2 separate regions of the Macaca mulatta genome follow, and region 2 is linked to region 1. The links are chromatin contacts, called in public Hi-C maps. All regions are on one chromosome and are shown on one strand. Each heading gives the region's core, a stretch centred on a gene start, on an enhancer-like site or on the middle of the called end of the contact. The rest is flanking DNA. Distances are from core to core; before and after follow the strand shown. Region 1 holds the start of FAM98C (family with sequence similarity 98 member C). Region 2 holds the start of MAP4K1 (mitogen-activated protein kinase kinase kinase kinase 1).

Evidence for each region. Hi-C and Micro-C count contacts between places; a contact is called where the count stands out from the background.
Region 2: a Hi-C map of fetal cortex germinal zone shows a contact between it and region 1, with 3 times the contacts expected there. The contact joins the promoter of MAP4K1 here to the promoter of FAM98C in region 1. A contact is called at or near these places in 2 of 14 Hi-C or Micro-C datasets (fetal cortex germinal zone and fetal cortical plate).

What each region holds. Positions count from the first base shown.
Region 1 is chr19:49,486,338-49,491,893 of T2T-MMU8v2.0, reverse strand. It overlaps FAM98C (family with sequence similarity 98 member C), which reads right to left and starts at 3,272. Exons shown (of 8, transcript XR_013410604.1): 1 at 3,189-3,272; 2 at 2,921-3,069; 3 at 2,713-2,847; 4 at 1,281-1,486; 5 at 968-1,045; 6 at 754-870.
Region 2 is chr19:49,705,819-49,711,374 of T2T-MMU8v2.0, reverse strand. It overlaps MAP4K1 (mitogen-activated protein kinase kinase kinase kinase 1), which reads left to right and starts at 2,029. Exons shown (of 31, transcript XM_028840014.2): 1 at 2,029-3,325; 2 at 3,497-3,554; 3 at 3,675-3,765; 4 at 4,874-4,938. The coding sequence starts at 3,227. EIF3K (eukaryotic translation initiation factor 3 subunit K) reads right to left here and starts at 2,030. Exons shown (of 8, transcript NM_001257691.1): 1 at 1,783-2,030; 2 at 676-774. The coding sequence starts at 1,841.

The DNA.
Region 1 (5,556 bases), core at 2,023-4,522:
TCCTAAGTAACTCAGATGACAAGCATGTGCCACCATGCCCAGCTAATTTTTTTTTTTTTTAATTTTTAGTAGAGATGAGGGTTTTGCTATGTTGCCCAATCTGGTCTCAAACTTCTGAGCTCAAGTGATCCTCCTGCCTTGGCCTCCAAAAGTGCTGGGATAACAGGCATGAGCCACTGTGCCTGGCTCTGCTCATATCTCTTAAAGATGGGGTATACTTGGCCAGGTGTGGTGGCTCATGCCTGCAATCCCAGCACTTTGGGAGGCCAAGGCAGGCAGATCACCTGAGGTTGGGAGTTCTAGACCAGCCTAACTAATATGGAGAAACCCTATAAAAAATACAAAATTAGCCTGGCGTGGTGACGCTTGCCTGTAATCCCAGCTACTCGGGAGGCTGAGGCAGGAGAATCGCTTGAACCCGGGAGTCAGAGGTTGCAGTGAGCTGAGATCACACCACTGCACTCCAGCCTGGCAACAGAGCGAGACCCTGTCTCAAAATAAATTAATTAATTAATTAATTAATTTTTAAAAAAAGATGGGGTATGCCTCTGAATATACTCCCAGCTCAAAGCTGGGAATTCAACAATACCCTGCGGCCCTGAGATTCTAGGAGCCCCAAACATCAAAAACTTCTAAAAGTCCACAGCCTGAGAACCTGCCAGAGGGTGATACTCCTGGCCCTCATCCCTCCTCCCTGCAACTGCAGCCCCCACAACTGGGCCTCTCCAATTCTGCACGGTTCCCTGCTCACACCTCTGCCCGGTCACTCCAGTGGAAAGCAGATGTAGTGAGGTCAAGGCGCTTGAGGAGGAGGTAGCGGCGGCAGCAGTACTGATCTCTGAGGCTTTGGGACAGAGACTCCAATGCTTCCTGGCAGAAAAGGTCTCAAGGTCAGGCTAGGGGTCCCTCTCACAGCCACTTCTGATAAGGACACAGTTCACATTCAGTCAGTCACACACAGTCTTACCCATCTGGGTGCATCTAGCGAGTAGCTGAGGAGGGGCTGCAGGGACCCTGGGGGCAGAAAAGGCTGCAGCTCTGAGATCTGATGGGAGAAGAAGTCAGAGGCCAATTGGGGCAGAGAGGATGGGCCCCTCTGTAAACCCAGCTCCCCAAAACCCTGAGGACCTAGGCCACAGACGTGAGAATGGCAGTCACAGCTCCAGAAAAACCAGGCTAGAGGTTGGAATACTCCTTCCAGAGGTGTTTTAGAAAGAGGACCACCACCCCCAAAAGGAAAGCAGGGTAGCCCAGGTCGGGAGGCAACTCTGACTCTCTACCTTAGCATGCAACTCTTGCAGCAGCTGGCTGGCGGGGGTCCCTGGTGCAGGTCTGGGCAGTCCCAGGGCTTGGAGGGTAAGGCCCAGTTCTTGGACCATGCCAGCTCCCTCCACCACCCCTTCACCAAGGGGTGGCCTAGGACTGGGATCCAGCAGAGAGCGCAGGCGCAGGAGGCGGGTGGCTTGGAGCTCTGAGCAGAGAAAACCTGAAAGTAATAAATGGGTGCTGTGCACTCAGGGAGGCTGCTACCCCATTCATCCATCTTGGTCAAAAAGCTCCACCAATGTCCGGGCGCAGTGGCTCACTCCTGTAATCCCAGCACTTGGGGAGGCGGAGGCGGGCGGATCACAAGGTCAGGAGATGGAGACCAGCCTGGTCAACATGGTGAAACCCTGTCTCTACTAAATATACAAAAATTAGCTGGACATGGTGGTGAATGCCTGTAATCCCAGCTACTCAGGAGGCCGAAGCAGGAGAATCGCTTGAACCAGGGAGTTGGAGGTTGCAGTGAGCCGAGATGGCGCCACTGTACTCCAGCCTGGCAACAGGGCGAGACTGTTTCAAAAAAAAAAAAAAAAAAAAATTGGCTCCACTGGCTTTAAAACCTCCACCTTCGCCCAGGCACAGTGGCTCATGCCTGTAATCCCAACACGTTGGGAGGCTGAGGTGGGAGGATCACTTGAAGCCAGGAGTTGAGGACCAGACAGGGCAACATAGGGAGACCCCATCTCCACTTAAAAAAAAATCTTCCACCTTCTAGTCCCACCCACCTAAAGCCTTGGCCTCCAGAGTATGCCCCTCCTTGAGACCCGGTGTCCTCCTATGAATTCGACTCCCACCCACTTGGAAACCTCGAGCCTTCCTCTTAATCCAACCTACTTAAGCTCCCAGGCCCTTCAATTAAAATTCTACTCCCGGGCCAGGTGTGGTGGCTCACGCCCGTAATCCCAACACTTTGGGAAGCCGAGGAAGGCAGATCACTTGAGGTCAGGAGTTCGAGACCAGCCTGGCTAACATGGTGAAACCCTGTTTCTACTAAAAATACAAAAAATTAGCCAGGTGTGGTGGTGCATGCCTGTAATCCCAGCTACTCGGGAGGCTGAGGCAAGAGAATCACTTGAACCCGGGAGGTGAAGGTTGCAGTGAGCTGAGATCGAGCCACTGCACTTCGGCTTGGGCAACAAGAGTGAAACTCCATCTCGAAAATAATAATAATAAAAAAATAAAATAAATAAAAAATAAAATAAGATTCTACCCCCGCCCATCTCAGAGCGCTCTCGCCCCAACATGCTCACCCCACCCACCTCGTACCCTCTGGGCCGCCCCCAAAGTTCTGACTACACCCCCTTGGGAACCTCGATTTCCCCTAAAAAGTCGGAGCCCGCCGCTCCCGAGGCCATGGCCTTGCCACTTCCGCATCCCGGGACTCACGCAGCAGGCGCAGTCCGGCACCCGGTTCCCGAAGCGCAGCCGCGCCATCCCCGCCGCAGAGCGCGCGATCCGGGCAGTGCAGCTCCCGCAGCAGGCGGCCAAGCTGCCGCAGAAAGTCCTCCTCCGCGTAGGGGCCTGCGGGGACAGGGGTGTCAGGGCTCGGTGGTCCCGTGGCGGCCCCCCTGCCACCCTCCCGCTCCGTGCTTACCGTCGCCGGCGCTCAGCACCTCGGCGCCCGCCTCTCGCTGCTGCTCGAGGGCGCCCAGCGTCGCCAGCTCCGCCGCCAGCCGCACGCACAGCGCCCTGAAGTCTGGACATGAGGCGCCCCGCGACGCCGTCCCCGGGACACCCCCATACCTGTGGGGACCGAGGCAGCGGAAGGGGGCGGGGAGGTCACTGAGAATCCCTTTCCTTCCGCGTCCAGGGGGCAGACCTGGCCTTCCTGCACCCACCAGCCTCACCACACACCCTTTTACCCCAGAGCCAGTAGGTCCTGGGCCACCGCGGCCCCCTCCCGCGCTTCCGCCTTCACCCCCTCCATGAAAGCGTCGCCTCGGCGCGCCCCCTGGCGGCCGGTGGCAGGCTCCGCCCCAGAAGTGCCGCGCGCGCGAGCTCCTCGCGGCGTCTGGCGGCACTGACCAATCGGCATCTTCCCGCGCAGGGGCTTGGGTGCTCCCATTGGCACAGGAGGACGCCGAACCCGCCCCGGGGCCCGCCCTCCCCGCCCTCCCGCCCTCCCCGCCCCTCGGGTAACCTGACAGGGTTCTAGGAACGCCCCCTGGCGCTGTAAATTGCAGTGCGTTCGGGATCTCCGATGTTAGACAAGCTGGCGGCGGGTGTCACTGTTGCGGTAACATAAAAACAACTTCGGTGTCCTTTTCCTTTTCCTCCCTCAGTTGTCCTCTGCTGGCGTTTTGTTGGTTTGTTTTTGAGGCAAATCTCGCTCTATCGTTCTGGACTGCAGTGGTGCCATCACGGCTTACTGCAGCCTCGACCTCCTGGGCTCAAGAGATCCTGCCACCTCAGCCTCCCAGCTAAATTTTTAAAAATCAGTCAGGCTTGGCCGGGCGCGGTGGCTCAAGCCTGTAATCCCAGCACTTTGGGAGGCCGAGACGGGCGGATCACGAGGTCAGGAGATCGAGACCATCCTGGCTAACACGGTGAAACCCCGTCTCTACTAAAAAATACAAGAAAACTAGCCGGGCGAGGTGGCGGGCGCCTGTAGTCCCAGCTACTCGGGAGGCTGAGGCCGGAGAATGGCGCGAACCCGGGGGGCGGAGCTTGCAGTGAGCCGAGATCGCGCCACTGCACTCCAGCCTGGGCGACAGAGCGAGACTCCGTCTCAAAAAAAAAAAAAAAAAAAAAATCAGTCAGGCTTGATGGCTTATACCTAGTAGCTGGGACCACAGGCACAGACCACCACACTCGGCTGATTTGTTTTTAATTTTTTTGTAGAGACAAGGTTTCCTCATGTTGCCATGCCTGGTTTCCATCTCCTGGGTTCAAGCGATCCTCCTGCTTTGGCCTCCCAAAGTGCTGGAATTACAGGCGTGAGCCACTGCGACGGGCCATTTTTTGAGACAGAGTCTCGCTCTGTCGCCCAGGCTGGAGTGCAGTGGCGCGATCTCCGCTCACTGCAAGCTCCACCGCCTCCCAGGTTCACGCCATTCTTCTGCCTCAGCCTCCCTAGAAGCTGGGACTACAGGTACCCGCCACCACGCCCGGCTAATTTTTTTGTATTTTTTTAGTAGAGACGGGGTTTCACCGTGTTCGCCAGGATGGTCTCGATCTCCTGACCTCGTGATCCGCCCACCTCGGCCTCCAAAAGTGCTGGGATTATAGGCGTGAGCCACCGCACCCGGCCTTTTTTTTTTTTTTTTTTTTTTTTTTAAGTTTTGTAGAGGCTGGGCGTGGTGGCTCACGCCTGTAATCCCAGCACTTTGGGAGGCTGAGGTGGGTGGATCACTTGAGGTCAAGAGTTCGAGACCAGCCCGGGCAACATGGTGAAACCCCATCTCTACTAAAAATACAAAAATTAGCCAGGTATGGTGGCATGCACTTGTGGTCCCAGCTGCCCAGGAGGCTGAGGAAGGAGAATCACTTGAACCCAGGAGGCAGAGGCTGCAGTGAGCCGAGATCAAGCCACTGCACTCCAGCCTGGGTGACAGAGCGAGACTCCATGTCAAAAAAGAAATTTTTGTAGAGAGGGGTCCAGCTATGTCTCCCGGGTTTGCCTCTTAACTCCAGGGTTCAAGCAATCCTTCCCCCTCAGCCTCCCAAAGTGTTGGGATTATAGGCTTGAGCCAGTGTGCCTGGCCCTGTCCTCTGCTCTTAAAGCAGCCCAGATGGAGTGGTGTTCACCCAACTCAGCCTAAAATCCAAAACTTTCTCCCTCCTTTACACCTCAGGGTTTGAATTACATAAGGGACCTAGGAATCCCGGCACACCCCTCACACACCAGGCCCTCCTCATCGGTCACAATGTGCCTGTTAGGCCTTCACTCCTCTCCCTTCTAAGCCTTGGAATGAGTAGGTGCAGTGCACCATAGTGGTTGAGAAATTATACCCTAGGAGTCAGGCAGACAAGGGTTAGGGTTTGATTCTATTACTCACCAGCTCCATGTTCCTGCCAAATTGCTTCCCATCTATGTAACGGGGATAATAGTACCTACCTCTGAGAGCTGTTACTGAGGATTAATTGGAGTTTCATATGTAAAAAGTGCTTAGCACATATAAAGGGAGTACTTAATAAAGAATAACTAATATATATATATATATATAGCATTTAATGTGTACTACTGGGCAAAGTATCTTATCTCTTTTACAGAGGAGAAAACTAAGATTG
Region 2 (5,556 bases), core at 780-3,279, 220 kb before region 1:
TTCATTTACCTCAGCCTCCCAAAGTACAGGTGTAAGCCACCATGCCCGTCCAATTTTTAAATTTTTTTATAGAGTTGGGTCTTGCTATGTTGCCATGGCTGGTCTCGAACTCTTTGGTTCAAGTGAGTATCTCGCCTCAGCCTCCCAAAGTGCTGGGATTAGCGGCATGAGCCCCTGCAGCCACCCTAATTGATTTTTTATTATTAATTTTTTTTTGAGATGGAGTTTTGCTCTTGTTGCCCAGGCTGGAGTGCAATGGTGCGACCTTGGCTCACCGCAATCTCTGCATCCCAGGTTCAAGCGATTCTCCTGCCTCAGCCCCCCAAGTAGCTGGGATTACACGCATGTGCCACCACGCCTGGCTAATTTTGTATTTTTCAGCAGAGTTGGGGTTTCTCTATGTTGGCCAGGCTGGTCTCAAACTCCCTGCCTCAGGTGATCCACTCACCTCATCCTCCCAAAGTGCTGGGATTACAGGTGTGAGTGACTGCGCTCGGCAATTGATTTTTCAAAAACCATCCCTCCTCCTGTCCCAACTTCCTTGGCTTCCTAGTCTTGCACACCAAGAGATGCTGCATCATGCAGGATACCACCAGCCACCCCCTTGCCCTGTACTGGGAGTGGCACCCTGCTAGCTGCTGAAATGGGAGTGTAGACAGACAGCCAGACACTTACAGCTTCAGGACAGCCAGGTTGGCTTCCAGATCATAGGCATTTTCCTTGGCCTGCGTCTCCACATAGCGCTCCAGGGTGGCCAGGTTCTCAGGATTGTACCTAAAGGAGAATCAAGATAGGTGAGCAGACAGGAGACAGAAGCTGAGGCCAGTCACTTTACAGTTGCAGGGGCAACTGTAACCTGCTCCTCCCACCCTTCCCCTCTAAATCTGGCACTGGCCACTTGCTCTATCCAGGTAGTGAATTATGTCCAGTATAATCTCTAATAAAACTTATTCATATCCCAGACCTCTCACCTAAGCTCTATACTCCATTGGAGCCCTGGGTCTTGCCTAGGATACCTCCCCAACCTCTGAGCCAGTCAGTCACTGCAGCTTGTGCATCTGGCCTCCTGAACATCTCTGTTACTCACCCCTTCCTCCCCTGCTCAGGCCTCCACCCTGATCCAGCCCCATCCTCTCCTGCCTACCTGGATGCCTACTTCCCCCATGTCCGTCTGAACACTCTAGCCTTTGCTTCCCCCATTTCGGTTCTAACCTCTCCCAGATATCACTGTCTGATGTCAGGTTTGTCTCCCTCATGGAATGGGAACTCAGACCGTGAAGGCATGATCTGCCGCTGTCTGATTCGCCTGTGGTTCCCAGCATTGCCTTAGCACTGACACTTTATTTCAATAAACATGTGAATGAATGACGTAAGGAGCAGAGAAGGGAGAGATTCAGAGGCACTCAAAGGAGGCAGGGCAGAGAAGGAAACCTTAAGGCAATTCACGAAGAGACTGAGCGGTACCAAGATTCTTTCGCTTCTAGGCCTTTGCAGGGCTGTTTCTTTCTTTCTTTTAAAGACGGGGTATGACTGTTGCCCAGGCTGGTCTCTAACTCCTGGGCTCAGGCGACCCGCCTGCCTCGGCCTCCCAAAGTGCTGAGATCACAGGCGTGAGTCACCGCCCCCAGCTCAGTGGCGTTTCTTTAAGCATCTCCTCCTCCAGGAGGATAGAGAAACCCCACCCCGCGGCAAGCCCAGGACCCTGACCACCCCCTGCTGCCTCCTGAAAACCCTCCCCTCCGCCCCGCATGGCCAGAGCGCTCCCTCCGACCGGGCTCAGACCTGTCGATACCCTTGAGCAACTTGCCCACGTTAGCTCTCATCTGTTCAAACATCGCCATGACTTCTGTCGCTTTCCACAACCAGGGCTGGAGACTAATACCGGCCCGGCACGGCGTCCGCGAGGACGGGAAAAGGAAGAGGTGGTGGAAACGGAAACGACGTCATTGTTGTCGCTCCAGCTCCCTGGGGGCGGTGAAGGGACAGGCTCTCGCAGCAGCCGCCACGCTTTCCGGCTGCCACGTGACTTCTTCCTCGCAGGGGCAATTAGCGCGTGCGCATTCGCTCCACTCAAGCTGGACGGACAGCGTGAGAAAAAGCTTACTGTATCCCAGTGCGCAGGCGCCTCTCGGCGAGGGGCGGGGCTAAGCTTTTCCCGGGCCTCACAGACCCAGTTCCAGTGCCGGGGGCGCGGGAGCGTGCGCGCGCGAACTCATTGGGAAGCAGTCGGAGCTCTGGCGGCGTGCGCGCGCGTTGTATTGCGCGCGGCCATAAGTCCCCGGAGCTGTGCGGGAATGCACGCAGCAGCCCTCCGTTTAGGCATTGGCCAAGTCCCGAGGGAGATGTTCTCTGAGGTCCCTCTCGCCTCAGGCCTGGGCGCATGGTGCAGGATCCTGAGCGCCCAGGATCCAGTTTCAAGTCTCGGCCCTTGGTCCCCAGCTCCAGGAAGAGGGTCCCACAAAGCTATTGTGCTCTGCCGGGCAGGGGCTGGGGTGAGGGCTCCTGGACTTCGCCGGATCGCGCCCGGTCTCCATTAGGTTCCGGTCTTGGAGCTGAGGGCGAGGGTCCTATCTGTACTGCCATCAATTATATATCATGTATAGGTTTTGTACACTGCAAGCGTAGAAAATGCAGTTATGTGCCATGTATGTGGAGGTATATGCGCTGGGTACCTCCACGTGTGTACTGTGCACACAGGTATCTAGGTAGATGCACATCTACACGTCTACATGCCCGCGCAGTGCACAGGAGGTAACCCAAGTGCATGTATGTGACAGGTGAACAGGCATGTACACTGCGTAGTCATCCTTGTGCAGACTTGCCGCCTTCGGGTTGTGGCCAAACCTTCAAGCACCCAGTAGAGGTTTAGACACTACCTAGGAGACGGGGGCGGGGGTTCTAAGGCACCCCCCTCCAATCCAGTTACCATTAAGATCATTTGCATCACATTTACATCCAGCCCTGGGCCTTGGAGGTTGAGGATGGTCCCTTGGGTCCCAAGACAAGCTGCCCCTCAGAGGCTCTCAGCGCCCAGGGGACAGGGGGTGGAGCCCTTTGCACAGCCCTGCAGTGCAGCTGGGGCAGGAAGCGAGAGTGGGGAGGAGGGAGGCCACAGCCCGCGGAGGCAAGGCGGGTGCAGGGCTTCTGGGGACAGAGGGAGGTGCCAGAACTTGAGCCCTGAGGCCCTGCTGGCCCCTGGGCGCAGGCCCAGCTCCGGCCCCCAGGGATGGACCTCGTGGATCCGGACATTTTCAATAGAGACCCCCGGGACCACTACGACCTGCTGCAGCGACTGGGTGGCGGCACATATGGGGAAGTCTTTAAGGTGAGAAAGCCCCTCTGTCCCCAACACCCTCAAACTAGTGGCCTTTAAGGCAAGGCCTCGGTAGGGAGGAGGCTGCAAGAGGGGGTCCCAGTCCTTGACCTTGACTCAGGGATGCTGAGGAGGGACGCTGGCAAATGGAGCCTGCCTGACTGCCGACTTCCCCTTTGCAAGGCTCGAGACAAGGCGACAGGGGACCTGGTGGCACTGAAGATGGTGAAGATGGAGCCTGGTGAGGAGGGAACCCGGAGCTCCTTCCCCACATCCCCACCTTCGCCTCCTGGGACACTGGGATCACCTCCCTCGTAGCTCTCTCCATGCGAGCTGCCTTTCTCTCCCACCCTCCTCACAGATGATGATGTCTCCACCCTTCAGAAGGAAATCCTCATATTGAAAACTTGCCGGCACGCCAACATCGTGGCCTACCATGGGAGTTATCTCTGGTGATGAACCTCAGACCCACCCTGGCACCCAGCCCAGCCCCTAACGCAGAGCCTCCATTTCTTGATGGGGGTACCCTCATTTCTTTTTTTTTTTTTTTTTTTTTTCATTTTTTTTCATTTTTTTTGAGATGGAGTCTTGTTCTGTTGCCAGACTGGAGCGCAGTGGCATGATCTCGGCTCACTGCAACCTCTGCCTCCCGTGTTCAAGCAATTCTCTGCCTCAGACCCCCGAGTAGCTGGAATTACAGGCGTCCACCACCCCACTCGGCTAATTTTTATATTTTTAGTAGAGATGGGGTTTCACCATCTTGGCCAGGCTGGTCTTGAACTCCTGACCTCGTGATCCATTGGCCTTGGCCTCCCAAAGTGCTGGGATTACAGGTGTGAGCCACCGTGCCTGGCCTTGGCACCCTGAGTTCTAACCTTGAACTTCCATTTCTCACCATAACCCGGCCTCCCATCCTGGACCCCCATTTTTGACTGGGCTAACCCTACCCTGATCCTCACTCCTAAGTCCCACTTTTCTGACCAGAGCAGCCTCTAATCTAATCTCCAATCCAGAATTCCCATTTCTGATCAAGAGTACCCCAAACTGATCCCTTCATAGTAACGGAATTGGAAATCAACTCCCTAGAAACGAAGCTCTCATCATTCTGCCCTCTGGCTCCCCCAGTTCCACTCTCTGTTCCTTTAATATAAACTTCTAAATTCCCTGATCCCCAAATTAATATTCCAGATGTCCCAATACTGACCTCTGCTCCCCGGAACAGATGCCCTGGGCCCCTCTGTCCCCTCCAAATCTCCACAACCCGTGAGATCTCTGCCCTACCTCCTAGGTTGGCGTGGGACGGCAGAGGGGTCCCGCCCAAAGGTCTAGGTTTGAGTTGACTTGCCCCGGAACTCACATTTCCTCTCTGAGCCTTAACTTCCTTGTCTGTGAAACGGGAATGAAACCACCTCACTCTGGTAGACAAGGAGAGATGGAGTGATGAGAGCTGTTACATTAAAGTTCTTACTGATCTAGAACAAGACAGAAGCAAACCAGGGACTTTCCTGCAAATAATAATGTATTACTGCTATTATTATTCTTACCCTTGAAACACTGCAGGTTGCAGAAGCTCTGGATCTGCATGGAATTCTGTGGGGCTGGTTCTCTCCAGGACATCTACCAAGGTTAGAGAAAGCACAAGGGGACCCAGGCAACCCTCCCACCCCCACCCCCCAACCCCGACCCGAATTCACCTCTTCGTCTGTGTGTGTGTATCTCACAGGAACTGTCTTTCTGGGCCGTATTTCAAACTCCTGGGCTGAGCTGATCCTCTTGCCTTCAGCTGCTGAAGTGCTGAGATTACAGGCTTGAGCCACCGTGCCTGGCTTTTTAAAATTTAATTTAATTTAATTTAATTTAATTATTTTTAAAAATATAACTGCTGGGCCTGGTGCGGTGGCTCACGCCTGTAATCCCCGCACTTTGAGAGGCTGAGATAGGTGGATCACCTGAGGTCAGGAGTTCAAGACCAGCTTGGCCAACATGGTGAAACCCCGCCGCTACTGAAAATACAAAAAATTAGCCAGGCGTGGTGGCAGATGCCTGTAATCCTAGCTACTTGGGAGGCTGAGGCAGGAGCATCACTTGAATCTGGAAGGCAGAAAATCTCTGATTCCTTCCAACCCTAGACCTCAAATGTTAGAAAAGGAAGGACTTCATTGAGAAGTCCTCAGGGAAACTGAGGTCCACAGAAAGGAAGTGAATCCCACAGCTGGTCTGTAAGACCTAATGTCTGACGGCCT